Linked DNA regions of Sus scrofa: region 2 is linked to region 1. The links are chromatin contacts, called in public Hi-C maps. All regions are on one chromosome and are shown on one strand. Each heading gives the region's core, a stretch centred on a gene start, on an enhancer-like site or on the middle of the called end of the contact. The rest is flanking DNA. Distances are from core to core; before and after follow the strand shown. Region 1 holds the start of AGAP1 (arf-GAP with GTPase, ANK repeat and PH domain-containing protein 1). Region 2 overlaps AGAP1 (arf-GAP with GTPase, ANK repeat and PH domain-containing protein 1).

Region 1 (7,083 bases), core at 2,050-4,549:
GTAAATGCGTGGAGGAAGTGAAACAGCCGGTGAGGAAGCGGGGAGGGCGTTCCTGATGGAGGAAGCAAGGCGGGCGAATACAAAAGGTGGGTGTGCGTGGGTGTATTTAAGGAACAGCAAGGAGGCCAGATGGCACGGCTGAAGAGGGGAGAATGGGGTGGAAGGAGAGATGCTGGGGTGGGAGGCATGCCGAGGAGCTGGTGGAAACGATTCTCCCTTGGTCTCCTGCGCATCTGCGTGTCTGAGGGCAGAGACATGGACTGCCATCCTTTCAAGAAGCTTCCTAGGGCAAACAGCCTTGGGAGATGAAGATGGGGTCTCCTGTCATGGTTAAGGGCAGACTGGTTACTGCCCATATAAAAGACTGGGGTTCTCTAAACTCCAGGTTCCTTTCCTACAGGCCCAATTCCTCTTGGCCCTGTGGGAATTGGAGCTTCGTGAACCGGCCCCTGAAAATGCCAACACTCTATGGGAGTTCTCTGTGGCGCAGCAGGTTAAAGATCCAGCATTGTCACTGCAGGGGTGCAGATCGCTGCTGTGGCATGGGTTCAATCCCGGCCTGGGAACTTCCACACGTCACAGAGCGGCCCCCCAAAAATGCTGATACTCTAGCTACTGCTGTTGCTGTGAATACCAGCGTCTTTTGTTTCTCACCCAGGAGGCTCCATCTTCTGCAGGCTAACTTGTTAGCTTACAAGTAGGGTTCTGCTCAGAACCTGCACAGCTCCCGCTAGACACTAGGGCCAGTACGGCTTTGGAGGCCAGAGTAAGGTGGTGGAATTTACTCTGAGCGGGACAGGAATGACGGGAGGGTTTTGAGCAGAGGCTCTGGCACGACCAGCTTAGGTTTTCTGAGTTTCACCAGCGCTGTCTTAGTGAGAACAGACTCTAAGGGCAAAAGTAAGAAGCAAGGAGATCCACTGCTTGATCAATTTCCAGATCAATTTCCTGCACTAACCCAGAGGCGAGATAATCACACCTTCAGCAGGGTGGTGGCAGTGGGGCGGCAAGAGGCTGTGAGATTCTGGATCATGAGGAGGTGGTGCTGACACTATTTGGGGTATGGGAGGGAGGGGCGTCAAGGATGGATGTCAGCCCGAGCGAAAGGAGGCCTGAAGTTGCCCACAGCTGGGACAAAGATTTCAGGAGAAGCACGGGGAGGGAGCAGCCAGAATTCAGCTCCAGACATGTTAGATTTAAATTGTCAGCCGGCATCCCAGAGATGATGAAGAGGCAATTGGATACGAAATTGTGATTCAGGGGTGAGGGCTGGACTGGAGGTAGGACTTTGTGGTTCATGAACCTGTATAGGATATTCAAAGCCGAAAGAGAGATCCCCACACATAGAAAAGAGAAGAGACCCAGAAAGGAGCCCTAGCTGCTCGCTCTCCATATTTAAGAGGTTAGGGGAGTCAGAGGGGATCACAAAAGGGACTGAGAAGCCAGAAAGGTAGTAGGAAAGCTTGGCGAGCATGTTATTCTAGCAGCCAGGAGAAGAAGGGTTCCAGGACTGCCGACAGGTTAAATTCGATGAGGCCACATTGTGGGCACCTCAGTTACTGCAGTTACTTAGGCTGAGAGTAAAGCCAGAGGCAGATTAGTGTGTCAGGGATGCTGTAGGGATCAGGAATGGGGGGAGGGCACGAGCTCAGGGTGCTGAAGACCATCGGCACGTTTGTCTGGGGGAATTGTGAGCCCAGTGGGTGTAACTCGGGGAAGATGGATACCAGGCTGCAGAAGCCACACGCAGGTGGCAGGTGAGCCAGGTGAAGGCTCAGCTGGCTTTGATCAGGGCTGCGGGGGCAGGGGGCGCGGACCAAGTGCTTCCAAAAAACCGCTTGGAAAGGTCAGGGCAGGGACTAGGCCCGGGCTCATAAACTTGGCCCCAGTGCTCAGCACGTCTGCAACAGTCCCGTTTGCCTGGAACCTTCTTGCTGTGCGGTCCAGCTCCGCAGGATTCCCGGGCTGAGCTTACAGGGGATTGGGGTGGGGGTGAGCAGGCTGGGGACCCACGCAGATCAGGCTGCAGCTTGAGACCCATACCTCCAATTTATTTATTTTTATTTTTTTATTTTAAAGGGAGAGGATGCCTAAGGGAGCTTCCGTGGTATTTCGCTGCACGTCGCGTCCCCGTCTAAACTTCACTCGAGGAGTGTGAACACCCACGCCGCCACGGCTAAGGCGGCTCTTCGCCTTCGGGAAGAAATTTAGTTTATTAAGAGGAAGCACGCGTGTGACTTTCGCAAAAGGAGATACAAAGTTTAAAAATGGGGGGCGGGGTGGGGAGCGAACAAAGTGCGGCCGGGGGACAAGGCGAGTCGCAAATGCTCCCGCAGCCGGCCGCTTAGAAGCAAAAACGCGGGCGGGTTGGCGCACCGCCTCCCGGGGACAGCAGCAGGACAGCGCCGGGACCAGCGGAGCGCCAGGACCGGGAGCCGGGCGCGTCACGGTTCCGCGGGTGGGAGAGCCCCGCTCCTCGGCCCCCGGGCCCCAACTCCGCGCCTGCCCCGAGCGGCGAGCGCGCCCCTCCCCGCGGTCCCGGCGGAGCGCCGACGCGGCGCGCCGCGGACTACAAGTCCCAGGAAGCCCAGAGGCAGGCGCGGGGCGGAGCCTGGCGCAATTCCCCGGGATCCGGCGCGCTGGGAAGCGCCGCGGAGGACGCAGCAGCGGCGGCGGGCGGCGAGCGAGCGCGCGGGCGGGCGGGGCGCTGGCGGAGGCGGGGCCGACGTGGGTTTGAGCCCTGCGTGCCAGGGAGGGGGCTGGCCGGGCAGGCGGCGGGCGGCGCTCGGCGAGGGCTCCGCGGCTTGCACGGCGCCTGCGGCTCGGTCCCGGCTCGGCGGACGGCGCACGGCGGGCTCCGCGCGGGGGCCCCGGCGCGCCGGGCGGCGCAGCACGCAGCGCGCGGACCCACGCGGCGGCCGGGCATCCCGAGCGGCGCGGCCACTGCCCGGGGGCCGGCCCTCGGCCCCAGCGCTCGGAGCGCGGCGGCTGCCTGGGCTTTAATGGCTGCTCGGCGGGGCAGCGCCTAGGGGTGGAAGGCGGCTGCGGCTCAGGAAGGAGCCCGAGCGAGCCTCCTCCGGGGCCGGCCGCGCCCGCCGCGGCGCGCTCCATGGGGGCCCGCTGACCCGGGGCGCCGGGGCCCGCTCGCTCGCTGGCCGCGCGTCCCGGCCATGAACTGAGTCGGCGGGCCGGCCCCGCGCCTGCTCCGCCCGCTCCTTTCTTCTCGCGCCTCCTCCGCCCGCCGCCGGCGGCGGGCCCGGCTCCCCGGGGGCTGCGGCGCCCCAGGCTCGGCGGCCCGCGGGCCCCGGGGCGCGGGACGGCGGCGGCGGCGGGGGGCGCGCGGCTCCGGGCGCGGCGCCTGCACCATGAACTACCAGCAGCAGCTGGCCAACTCGGCTGCCATCCGGGCCGAGATCCAGCGCTTCGAGTCGGTCCACCCCAACATCTACTCCATCTACGAGCTGCTGGAGCGCGTGGAGGAGCCGGTGTTGCAGAACCAGATCCGGGAGCACGTCATCGCCATCGAAGGTGAGGGCCGAGCCGCCGCTGCGGGGCTCCTGGAGAGCGCGGGGGAGCGGGCGCCCCCGGCGCGGCGGGGCGCGCGCGCGTGTGCGTGCGTGTGTACACACGCGCCGGGCCTTGGCACACGGCTGCCCGGCCGAGCGAGCACTGCGGTGCTTCTCACCCTGCAAGGCCGGGCGAGAGCCGAGGGGGAGGCCGAGGGCCGGGCGAGCGCGCCGCCAGCCTTGCCAGGGAAGATGGATCGCGGCGCTAATGCGATAATGGGCAGTAGAGTCTCCAGTGAGAAAGTGGCTCCGTGCGGTCGCGTCCTGGGCCACCCGAGTGATCTGGTCCAGTCGAGGCCTGGGGCCAGCCGGAGGGGTCGGCGCCACTGGTCTGTGACAGGTTACCAGGCGGGGAGCTGAGCGTCTTGCTGGACGTTGAAGAGGTCTTTTTGAGAAGAGCTGCTGCTGGGGGGCGTGGGGTGGGCAGGCTCTTCCTTTGGTGGATTTGCCTTTTTCGGGGACACAGTGGAGGCTGCTGAACTTAGCCCAAGCTGCAGACAGCATCGTATCCCCGTGGGGGTCCACCTGCCGCTGTGCAGAGAGAGGCTGGCTTCCTCTACAGAGTGTTTTCTCCCAGAAGTCCTGGGCCAATTTAGAAGACCCCTCTCTCTGGGTTTCACTTTCACACACCTGCCCTGGGAGGCCACCCACCCACCCTTCCTGCAAGTCTGGCAAGGCTGTGACCCTCAGGAGAGGTGGAGCCTGGGTCTGCCTCTCCTGGGCTCCTGTTCTCTCTGGCGTCACCATGGTTATTTCTCAGCTCCTCCGCTTCCAGATTGTCTCATTGTCGTTGGCCAGTGGCGGTAAAAGGTTTGACGGCTGGGTTATCCGTAACCTAGAAATGGCCTAACCAAAAGCCGCAGTTGAGGAACACTGAGAAGGTTCCAGGCCTGGCAGAAGTGTGTCTGAAGCCCAGCCGCAGGCAGCTTCGCCCCGCTCCCCCCCTGTCTGCAAGCCACAGGGCAGGGGCCGCGGGAAAGCTTCGCTTTGGCACCGTGCAGTCTGAACTGCTAACCCCAGAGCAGTTGGTTTGACGCTTGGCCGGTTCGACTGAGAAGGTGGATTTGGTGGTGCTGATCCTCTTGGCATTTGGCAGCCCCCATGGACTTGAACGGTGTCCCAGCCAGGTTGCTGATTGGCCGAGTGCACTCATAGGGGGTCAGCTGATTCCTGGGGAGGATCTGAATGGTGCTCCAGCCTTCTGTGGGCCTGGCGCTCAGAGCACCTGGCCTCCCTGTTGGCAATTTAAGATGCTTCCAGATTCCTCGAGAGGCAGAGGCTCTGGTGTGTCCCTGGCAAAACTGTGGGAGGCATGGGACCCGCACAGGCTGCCGATGGCCCGGTGAGCTTGCAGAGATGTCCCTCCGCTGCCCATTCTGGCTCTGTGCCCGTTCAGGTCAAGGGCCACCGTGCCTGTTTCAGCCGCCTGCCCGCAGCTCTCTGGCAGCATCCACAGGAGTCTGATGAAACACTTTGAAAGCTGGTGCCAAGGACTGAACGCACCTGGCTGAGAGCACCTTGTCACCGTGCAGAGACCTCTAGCTGAGTGTGATTCGTGCTGCCTCGTTTTCGTTTCCCATCCTTGAAGCCCAACTCTGGAGTCTCGAGGACTTCCTGCGAAGCAGTTTGACTTTCCAGCAAGGGAATGTGATTTCGTTTTTCTTTCCTTTTCCTTCTTCTCGAACCCCTCTCCCCCTCCCCCAACATCCTGTGGCTCCCAGGTGATGGTTTCTGGTAGCTCCATGTCACCTGTACGACGTGAGATCTTAGGCCCCTTCTTGGCTGGAGTCCTTATCATTTTTATTAAGACTCCAAAGCAGTGAGCAGCGAATCCTGCTTGGGGCTGTGACGATGCTGTCATTTTTCTGTTAGTGAAAGGCACGCTTGTGTTGTGTCAGGGTTATTGCTAATGTCATGAGGCTTAAGAACCATTCGAAGATGCTTCTGTTCTTGGCATTATTATCCACGGCGATACCACCTTTCGTTTGTATAGAACTTCAGCAGGAATGCTCTGGCATTCATAAGCTCATTGTGTGGCTGTGCCAACCCTGTGGGAGCCTGGGGACCAGTTTCATTTTATACACAGCGGAGCTTTAGGGAAGGACAATGACCTCTTGAGCATTTCCCTGAGGTCAAAGTTGTGCCTGAACCAGAGGCTCCTCTGAGCCCAGGTCTGCAGCCCTGCAAGGCACCTTACGCTGCCACTCTGAAAGAATGGATAAGTTCATTGGTTGCAATGAAATGTTCTCCCCCTCTGCGCCAGCCTTTAGATGTGGTTGTGATTTATAGCTACACCATTGATGTTTTGGAAATTGGGAGGATTGCTCCGTTGCGGCAGGATGACATTTTTCCGATGAGAGCGCTGCAGAAACGGTTCTGTGCAGTCGTGTAGGATATGGGCTATTCGTACATCCCTGATCTGAGAGCATCGCCGTGGGGTACAGAGACGGCGGACGCGTTTGTAAGAGCTCTGGGCTGTGGCCGAATGTGCTCCCACAGCTTCACAGTAACTCTGAGAAACACTTTCGTGTCTGGCCCAGGCTGGCTGGGGACCTGGCAGGTCAGGAGGGGGCCGTGGCCAACGTAAACCTTCCTGAATTTTAAAATATGACCGTTTCGCATCAGGACACTGTGTGGACATCATGGCAGACAGTGTAAAAATGGCTTGGCCCAACACACAGGGGACATGGTCAGCATGGTAGCGGCTCTCCAGCCGCTTTCTTTTTCCTGCCTCTGTGTGGACGTACACAACGCCCGAGTCACACTGCACCAAGCCGCCTGATGGGTGTGAGGGGCGCACTCTCCAGTGCTTCGCAGAACTTTTGAAGCTGGGGTGGTTCCTGTTGGCAAAGCATTCCGGCGTCTGACTGTGCCGTGACGGACTCGAAATGGCCTTGTTTTCTGGCGTTTTTAGCCTGGGCGGCCGCGGGCGCAGGGCAGGGTGGGCTTGTCCGCCGGAAGGTGTTTTGGCGCATATGCTCCTTGCACAGGGAGTCTGGGGCGGCCTGGGCTGGAAAATCTTTTCACGCCGGACCCAGTCGGGTGTCTCTTAGTTGGAAGCGCTCACCAGCATTCCCAGATGTGACGGGGTCCGTTGACCCTGGTTGGAGGGTTGGGCAAATGGGATTTAGTTCTCAGCCTTGTCTGAAAGCATTGCCTTGCCGTGAAAAAGAGCGTCTTTGCAAATCTTGACTTTGGACGTTGAGATGGACTCTTGCCCTCCCGTTCGAAGGAAGCTCTGCCCGTTGTTTTCAGCTTTCCTTGGTCAGCTTTCTGGGGCGTTCCCCCGGGATGCGGCCTCTGTGAGATGTGCCCGGGAGGGAGCCAGGGACCCGCCTGCCTCCGGGATGAGCGTTTTGTGCAGAGTCTGTCCTCCGGGGCTCCTTTAAAAAGCCCATCTGGGGCTGATGGGCTTGAGGTAAATGAGTCAGCTGCCTTTCTTGTTAAATAAAGCTTATTCTTCTTGTACGGATGAGGCCTCTATTAACTGCACGCCATAATTCAGCTTGCCAGCAGC
Region 2 (7,083 bases), core at 2,119-4,618, 220 kb after region 1:
TGGAGTGACCGGGCCAACCTCACCCGGAAGAGCACGCCTTGGCTCCGACGTCAAGAATCGAACAGGAAGGTTGAGAGACATATAGAAGCACATGTCAGGGCTGGTGTGCTGGCTGCAGGAGCCCTTGTCTGGGGACCCTGTCCAGGGACAGACACAGGTGAATGGAGAGGTGCAAAGACACGGTGTTTCCACGGAACCCAGCAGTGGGCAGGCAGCGAGCAGGCTGCCTGGGCTGGGGTTTAGCTGTGATGAGAGCAGTCTCTAAAGGAGCCCAGATCCGCGCTGGAGGGGGTGCCCCAGCCGGAGGAATTAGGGGCTCAGGCACTGCCTCCCTCCAAAGATGTCATGAGCCATGATTGCAATGAGGGCTGGTTTCTTCCTTGCATCTTTCCTTCCTGGCTTGCTTTTTAGGGCCACACCTGAGGTATATGGAGGATCCCAGGCTAGGGGTCCAGTGGAAGCTGTAGCTGCCAGCCTACACCACAGAACAGCAACGCCAGATCCGAGCTGCATCTGCGACCTACATTGCAGCTCACGGCAACACTGGATCCTTAACCCACTGAGCGAGACCAGGGATCGAACCCGCAACCTCCTGGTTACTAGTTAGATTTGTTTCCACTGCACCACGGCGGGAACGCCGAGGGCTGGTTTCGTAATGAAAATATGTTTTTGGGGTGGAGGTTGCTTTTACTCTTGTTATAAACCCACGGTCCAGGGTTTCCCGCATCTCCACACGGGGACGTTCAAAATCCCAGGGTTTTTTCACCGGTAATATTTTCCTTCGGAGAAACTGGTGTTTTCACCGGTAATCATTGCCCTGCTGTCGTTGGTAAACGTCTTTTACGAAACTTCAGATGCTTAGGACATGTGACGTCATTTCATACCATAACATTCTCCTCCCGTGTGGTCACTCCAGTTCATTAAAAGATTGCTTTTAGGAAAACAAATTTAAGGCCTGGGATGTGACCAGCAGGGGGGCTTCTTGTGTGTTTGTCCCTATGCCTGCAAAGCACACACGGAGTGAGCTGAATCCGTAAGCCTGGCCCCCGTTGGTCAGCTCCTTTAACCCACGGCCCGGGGGACGGTGCTCTGAGACGTCCCAGCTTCTCCGAGGAGGCCAAGATCGCGACGGCAGGGCGTAGACAGAGGAGGTGGGCCCACCACCAGGGGTGGGGCCAGGGCCCCAGGAGGTCTCTGTCTCGCCCTGGTCATGAGTTTCTAGCACATACTTCCTGCAGAAGCGTCGTGAGCCTAGAAGCTTCCCTTGTTAAAAGATTTCTCCTTTGGGGAGCTATCAAGAGGGAGCCTTTCAAAACCAGGCAGAGCGAACTTGAACATTCAAGAAGAGCTATTTGCAGAGTTCCCATCGTGGTGCAGCGGAAAGGAATCCAACCAGGAACCATGAGGTTGCAGGTTCGATCCCTTGCCTCTCTCTCTCAGTGGGTTAAGGATCTGGTGTTGCTGTGGCTGTGGTGTAGGCCGGCAGCTACAGCTCCAATTCGACCCCTAGTCTGGGAACCTCCATATGCTGCGGGTGCGGCCCTAACAAGCAAAAAAAAAAAAAAAAAAAAAAAAAGAACTAATTGCAACTCACCATCCCTTGGCCCCTGTACGTGTGATCTGTTTCCATTATCACGGATCATATCCTACGGTCTCCAAGGGTAACGGGCAGCTTTGTGAAGGATGCTGCAGGGCTTTGAGGCCACGAGCGTTGTATTAGGGGGATGTACAAACTTTGCCAGGATTTTTGGGTCTTTTTTGGTAGCTGGTAGAGAAGCCTCTGGGGTGCAGGGTGGGGGTTTACGGAGTGTCCACATTCTTGGTAAGGGAGCTGGTCTGCATTTCTTCCTAGAGAAGAGGGGGAGCGGCCGTGCCAGCCTGGGTCCTGCACCTGGAGAGGGCTCAGCCATCCCAGGGTTACTGTTCTTGGGGCGGGGGGGGGGCTCTTTCTTATTTAATTGCATGCTTATCATCTGAACTTGAGGTTTTTTTATGTTTGTTACGTGATGTTTCCACACGTTAGCTGAATATGCTTTTCTTTCATCTGTGGACGTCAGAGCTTAACCCACCAACCGTTTCCCCCAGTCTTATCAGAGCTGAAGCCTTGGCCGTCAACACGTATGTGGCGCTGCAGCTTCTTTTAGAGAAAGCATGCGGGATTTTTTTATTTTTTCCATTTTCCCTTGGGTCTTTCATCGACGGGAAGGGGCCCAGACTGTTCCTTGGCGCCGCCTGTGTGACTCTGGGAAGCTCCCGAGCTTCCAGGCCCCTCCGTTCCCGTGGCTCCAGCTTCACAGGTGGTTACCGAGATAAGGGGGCCTGAGGGTATGGTTATTTGCCAGAAAGAGGCTCTCGTGGAAGTGCAGCTGGATGCAGGTGAAACAAGAACAAAATGACGAGAGGCAGGCCTTTCAGTCCCCCCCCCCGCCCCCCGAATGGTGCTCCTCTTGTGCAGCGGCTCTGTGAGCGGCTCTGGCAATAAGTAATAATTTCCTGCAAGGCTGCCATAAGAAATGGGTGGCAGCTGGAGTTCCCATTGTGGCTCAGTGGATTTAGAACCTGACATAGCGTCCGTGAGGATGTGGGTTCGATCCCTGGCCTCGCTTGTGGGTTTAAGATGCGGTGTTGCTTGCAAACTGTTGCCTAGGTTGCAGATGCAGCTCAGGTCTGGCGTGGCTGTGGCTGTGGCTGGGATGTAGGCCCCAGGTGCACCTGCAGGTGTGGCCCTAAACAGAACGACAAGACACGGGCGGCAGGCGGTCTTTACCACAAAGGCCTCCTGTGTGGACGGAGGAGTCGCCCTGGAGGTGGAGGGTTTCTGAGCGGTGGGCGCCCAGAGGCCGGGCCGCATCTCAGGGTCTGGCGAGGCCTCCTGGGCCGGGGGCTCTGTGGGGGACTGAGTGGGAGACAGGGAGCCATAGGGTCCCCCCCGTGCCCGTGTCCAGATCGGCTTGGGCGCGAGCGGGGTTTGCTTTCCGAGTCAGGATAGCGGGTGGACATTCCGTGGGGCGGAGTGTCTGGTTCTCCTCTGGGGACGGCGTGGCCTGGGCGGGAAGGGGCCGAGGGCCCCGTTCCAGGCAGCATGTGACAGCGGAAGCTGGGCGTCAGACGTGGCCCGGCCAAAGGCGGCACTGCCAGCCTTACATCCTGTGCTCACCAAGGGGACCCGAGGCTGCCCCTGCCCCTCTGTGTGCCCCCCTCTCACCCGCCTCCTTTTCTCCCCAGTTTGCCATGTGGGTGGACGCTGTCATATTTGTCTTCAGCTTGGAGGACGAGATAAGCTTCCAGACCGTCTACCACTACTACAGCCGGATGGCCAACTACCGCAGCACGAGCGAGATCCCTCTGGTCCTCGTGGGGACCCAGGGTGAGTGGTGGCCGCTCACGGGGCGGGGGTGTCCTCCAGGGGCTCCGCGCTTGAGCAGTAAGTGGACGCATGGCCCGTGCTTTCAGAGGGGAGGGGTTTGGAAACGGCCTAAAGAGGAAATGAGTTCCTGCTGGAGGCTCCCTTTTTACGGGGAGCCTCCCGGCAACTGAAATTGTCACATGGCCTGATTTGATGCTCTCAAGAAATCACTTAGCAACTTCAAAACAGAACACGTGCCCCCACAACCCCTCAGCACGTTAGGAAAAAAGACAGTCTGACTTCTGTATTAGGCTACCCGAATCTCTCTGTTATAACCCCGTTTATAAGCAACCTCAGAGGTTGCCTTTGCCCTGTTCAGATATTATTGATTTCTGATATATTGCAGAATTTCCTTTTCTTCTGCTCTATTTCTCCATGTCTTATGCTCTAGATCTTATTTTGAATCTTGCCGGTCCCTCAGAGAGCATGGACTCTTAACCACGTGGGGATGTTTTGTGGGTTTTTTCTAGGTCATTTAAAACCTGGCCTCTTGGTAAAGTGACCTCACTTACAGGACCCTGGTTCTTGATCCTGGATTCGTTCACTGCTGTACTGGCGTCTGCCGTTGGGAGCTTAACCACGGGATCACACAGAGTGTTTTTAAAAAAGCCCATGAAGGCTAACTTGAAAACGGCTTTGTCAGAGAGATGAGGAACTGAAAAAATAATCACGTCCAGAAGCACTGGATTATCCCTTCATTTGTGGGGGAGGGGGTTGTTCAGCTTCTATTTTTGGTTAATTCCTTTAGAAGTAGCACATCTGCTCTGTCCTTGTCTGCCCCGAGGTATTAGCTGTCTTGAACAGGCAGGAACAGTTAGCTGTGTGGTGGCACCAGGTCTGATGGCGCTGAGAGCTGGCTGGTCCCCTGCCCTGCCAGGAATCTGCACAGATAAAAGGCGTCATGGGGCGGGTGTGGGTTTGGGGAGAAAAAGCAACTATGGAATAAAGACACCTGCTCAGTGCTGGCGGTGGACTGTTAGAGCTGGGTTTTCATGGAGAGCACCTCACTGCCCCACCCCACCCCACCCCCCTTTTTTTTTTTAGCATTTATATCATGGCTGGTGGTCTCAGGACGGAACCCTTCAGAGCAGAGGTGGATTTAGTCGAAAATGGATAGACTTTTTTTTAGGCCCAAAGCGCCCTCTTGTGGTCACAGGGAAACACAAGCTTGCCTGTGCAAAGCCCTCAGTTCCTGCTCTGCTGTGCAGAATTGGCGTGTTTGAGTTGGCCTCCGGAATATTCTTAATAATCAATATTTTATAGGGGGCAGCTGGTCTAACGCAGATCTTCCTTAAAGCTGCCTTGAAACCGAGGCCGTCGGTTTCCTGTAAGTGGCTCTCCCTGTAGGCCTGCCCAGGGCATTTCTGCGCAAGAGCAGAGTCTGTGTGGGCAGCTCCTTATCAGGTCAGGGCGTTTGTGTTCAGGGCTCTTTCTGCTGGAGACGCACCTGGATAAAGAGCAGGTGTGTTTTCAGTGTGGGCTGGAGCAGGTGGATGCCTTGTTGCCTTCCTCACAAAGCCGTGTTTAGGGCAGCAGGCAGTGGCGGGTTTGAGGCCCCTGCTTTGAGGTCCTGCAGAGCCGCTTCTCGGCCTCCAGGCTGTGTCGTCAGGTGCCAGGCCTCGCAGGGAGGAGGTGCCGTAAGGCCGTGGGAGCAGCCGCGGGCACCCGATTGTCAAGTGTGCCCTCGCTGTGCTCCCTCGTAGCCCCCCAGGCGGCTGGTTTTACTGAGGTACGGCCGGGGCTGCCCACGCCTGCCAGCTTGCACGGGGGCCCACCTGTGAGACCTGTTGGTACCTTAGCAAAACCACGCACCAAAGGAACAGGACAAGAAGTTATCATTAGGGACATTCGTCACCTGAGGGGTCATGAACCAACCTCTCATTCCCCGAGCACTTAAAAGCCCCCATGGAGGACTTCCCATCGTGGCTCAGTGGCAATGACTCCAGCTAGTATCCATGAGAACGCCGGTTCGATCCCTGACCTCACTCAGTGGGTTAAGGATCTGGCGTTGCTGTGGCTGTGGTGTAGGCTGGCAGCTACAGCTCCAATTAGACCCCCAGCCTGAAAACCTCCATATGCCACAGGTGTGGCCCTACAAAGACAAACAAAAAAGTGCCCACAGAGAGAAGAGAGAAGGTGGGGTGAGTGTGGGCTTCTGGAAGGTTCCACCCTCAGGTACTATTAGCTGCTTGCAGACGTGCTCTCTCTGAAGCCTGCGTGTTTTTCCTGCTTCCTCGGGGGGCCGCCTGGGGCACCAGAGACGGGGTGGGGGGGATCCCAGATTTCCCTCCCAGGTGGTCTGGGTTGGGGGCCTCAAGAGAGGAGGTTATGGGACGGAGAAGGTGAAGAAGAATCGAGTTCATTCCCCAAGGATACGTGGGGGGATGGTTCTCTCCTGGGTGCCATCGGGGAGCTGGGGGATGGAGGAGGTGCTGGTGTGATGTGTTTCAGCAGGTTCTGTTTTAAAGACTTGCAGGTCCCGTGGGGTTGAGGGAGAAGCACGAGCTGTGAAAAGATGCAGCGTCACAAGAGTGAAAAAGGAAACTAGATCACGCTCAAGCATGGGGTCCATTTCTGAGACGCCTCGGAAGCCGGGGTGGGACAGACAGGGTGGACACCCCCGGGGAAGGAGGGGCTGGGCGCTGGCCCAGGTCAGGGCCCGTGTTAAGATGGGTGAATGCTCCTGGGCCTGGATTTTCCAGTTTACACCAAAGCCCTGGAAAATTAGGGGTTTCTGACTTTTTTCCCACTATTTTCTTAAAAGATGTCTACATCTTTAAAAAAGTACCTCTTTTCCTTAAATTGTGAAATCCAAGCCACACCGATTAATCTGTAAGACAGGAAGATAAGACCAGATGTTGGAGGAACGTCTAGCAGGCCCTGCGTGGAATGTGCTGGACCCTCCGTCGTGGCGGCCTTGGTCGTTGTCCGAGAAAAGGTCCTGAGTCAGTTGGTTTCCCTGGAGGTCACTCAGAACTCTCAGTTAAACCCAGTCCATGGGGCTTAAAAAAAAAAAAAAAAAAAAATCAAGAACAATGAAAGGAGAAAGAGGGAGGAAAAAAAGCATCAAATTATTCACTCAGGATGCTACTTTTGCTTAATGCTTGAACAGCTTGAGTGCCCGAGGCGCTTCTTTTGCAACCATGGACGTTGACAAGCTCCTATGACTCAGGCAGCTGCTGCCCTGGACGAGGAGAGAAAAATCCCATTGGTGGGCTTTTTGTTTAAAGAGCCGCCGAGTGTTTCCTGTAGCTTAGGAACCTTCACACCCTCAGGGAAAATTCCAGAAAAAAAGTGTGTGTTACCTTATGGCGCCCCAGGGCCATGAGCATCTCGGCCCTTCCTCTGGTCCTGTGTGCCAGGCGCATGGCTGCCCCCACCCCGCAGTTACTCTGTAGGAAGGAAATGGAGGTGGAGGGGGGCTGGTGGATGCCACGCTGAAAAAAAAGTTGGGGGCTGCATTTCTATTTTTTAGGAAGTTAGTGGCTGGTACCTGGTGTCTGTTTTGCTCACCGATGCCCCTGCCTGTACCCAGATCCTGCCGGAGAGCCCTGACCTCCTACCCGAGCCACCTGGGCCCCGGTGGTTCTGTTAAGACCCAGTGTGGCTTGCACACTCGTCTGTGGCCCTCCGGTGCCACAAGGCACCTCCCACTCCTGCCGATGCCCTTCGGTCTC

The links. Hi-C and Micro-C count contacts between places; a contact is called where the count stands out from the background.
Region 2: a Hi-C map of omental adipose tissue shows a contact between it and region 1, with 1.7 times the contacts expected there. The contact joins the enhancer-like site here to the promoter of AGAP1 in region 1. A contact is called at or near these places in 3 of 47 Hi-C or Micro-C datasets (embryonic fibroblasts, liver and omental adipose tissue) and 1 of 2 datasets of contacts at active chromatin or transcription factors (skeletal muscle).

What each region holds. Positions count from the first base shown.
Region 1 is chr15:135,439,141-135,446,223 of Sscrofa11.1, forward strand. It overlaps AGAP1 (arf-GAP with GTPase, ANK repeat and PH domain-containing protein 1), which reads left to right and starts at 3,300. Exons shown (of 20, transcript XM_021075538.1): 1 at 3,300-3,528. The coding sequence starts at 3,366.
Region 2 is chr15:135,655,068-135,662,150 of Sscrofa11.1, forward strand. It overlaps AGAP1 (arf-GAP with GTPase, ANK repeat and PH domain-containing protein 1), which reads left to right. Exons shown (of 20, transcript XM_021075538.1): 6 at 3,226-3,367. Among named protein-coding and RNA genes, the nearest start is that of AGAP1, 220 kb to the left of the region's middle. Within about 2 kb of position 3,369, at least 16 of the 83 cell types and tissues checked have an H3K27ac peak or open chromatin away from gene starts, as enhancers often do. A contact at or near this core is called in omental adipose tissue, where this site is marked.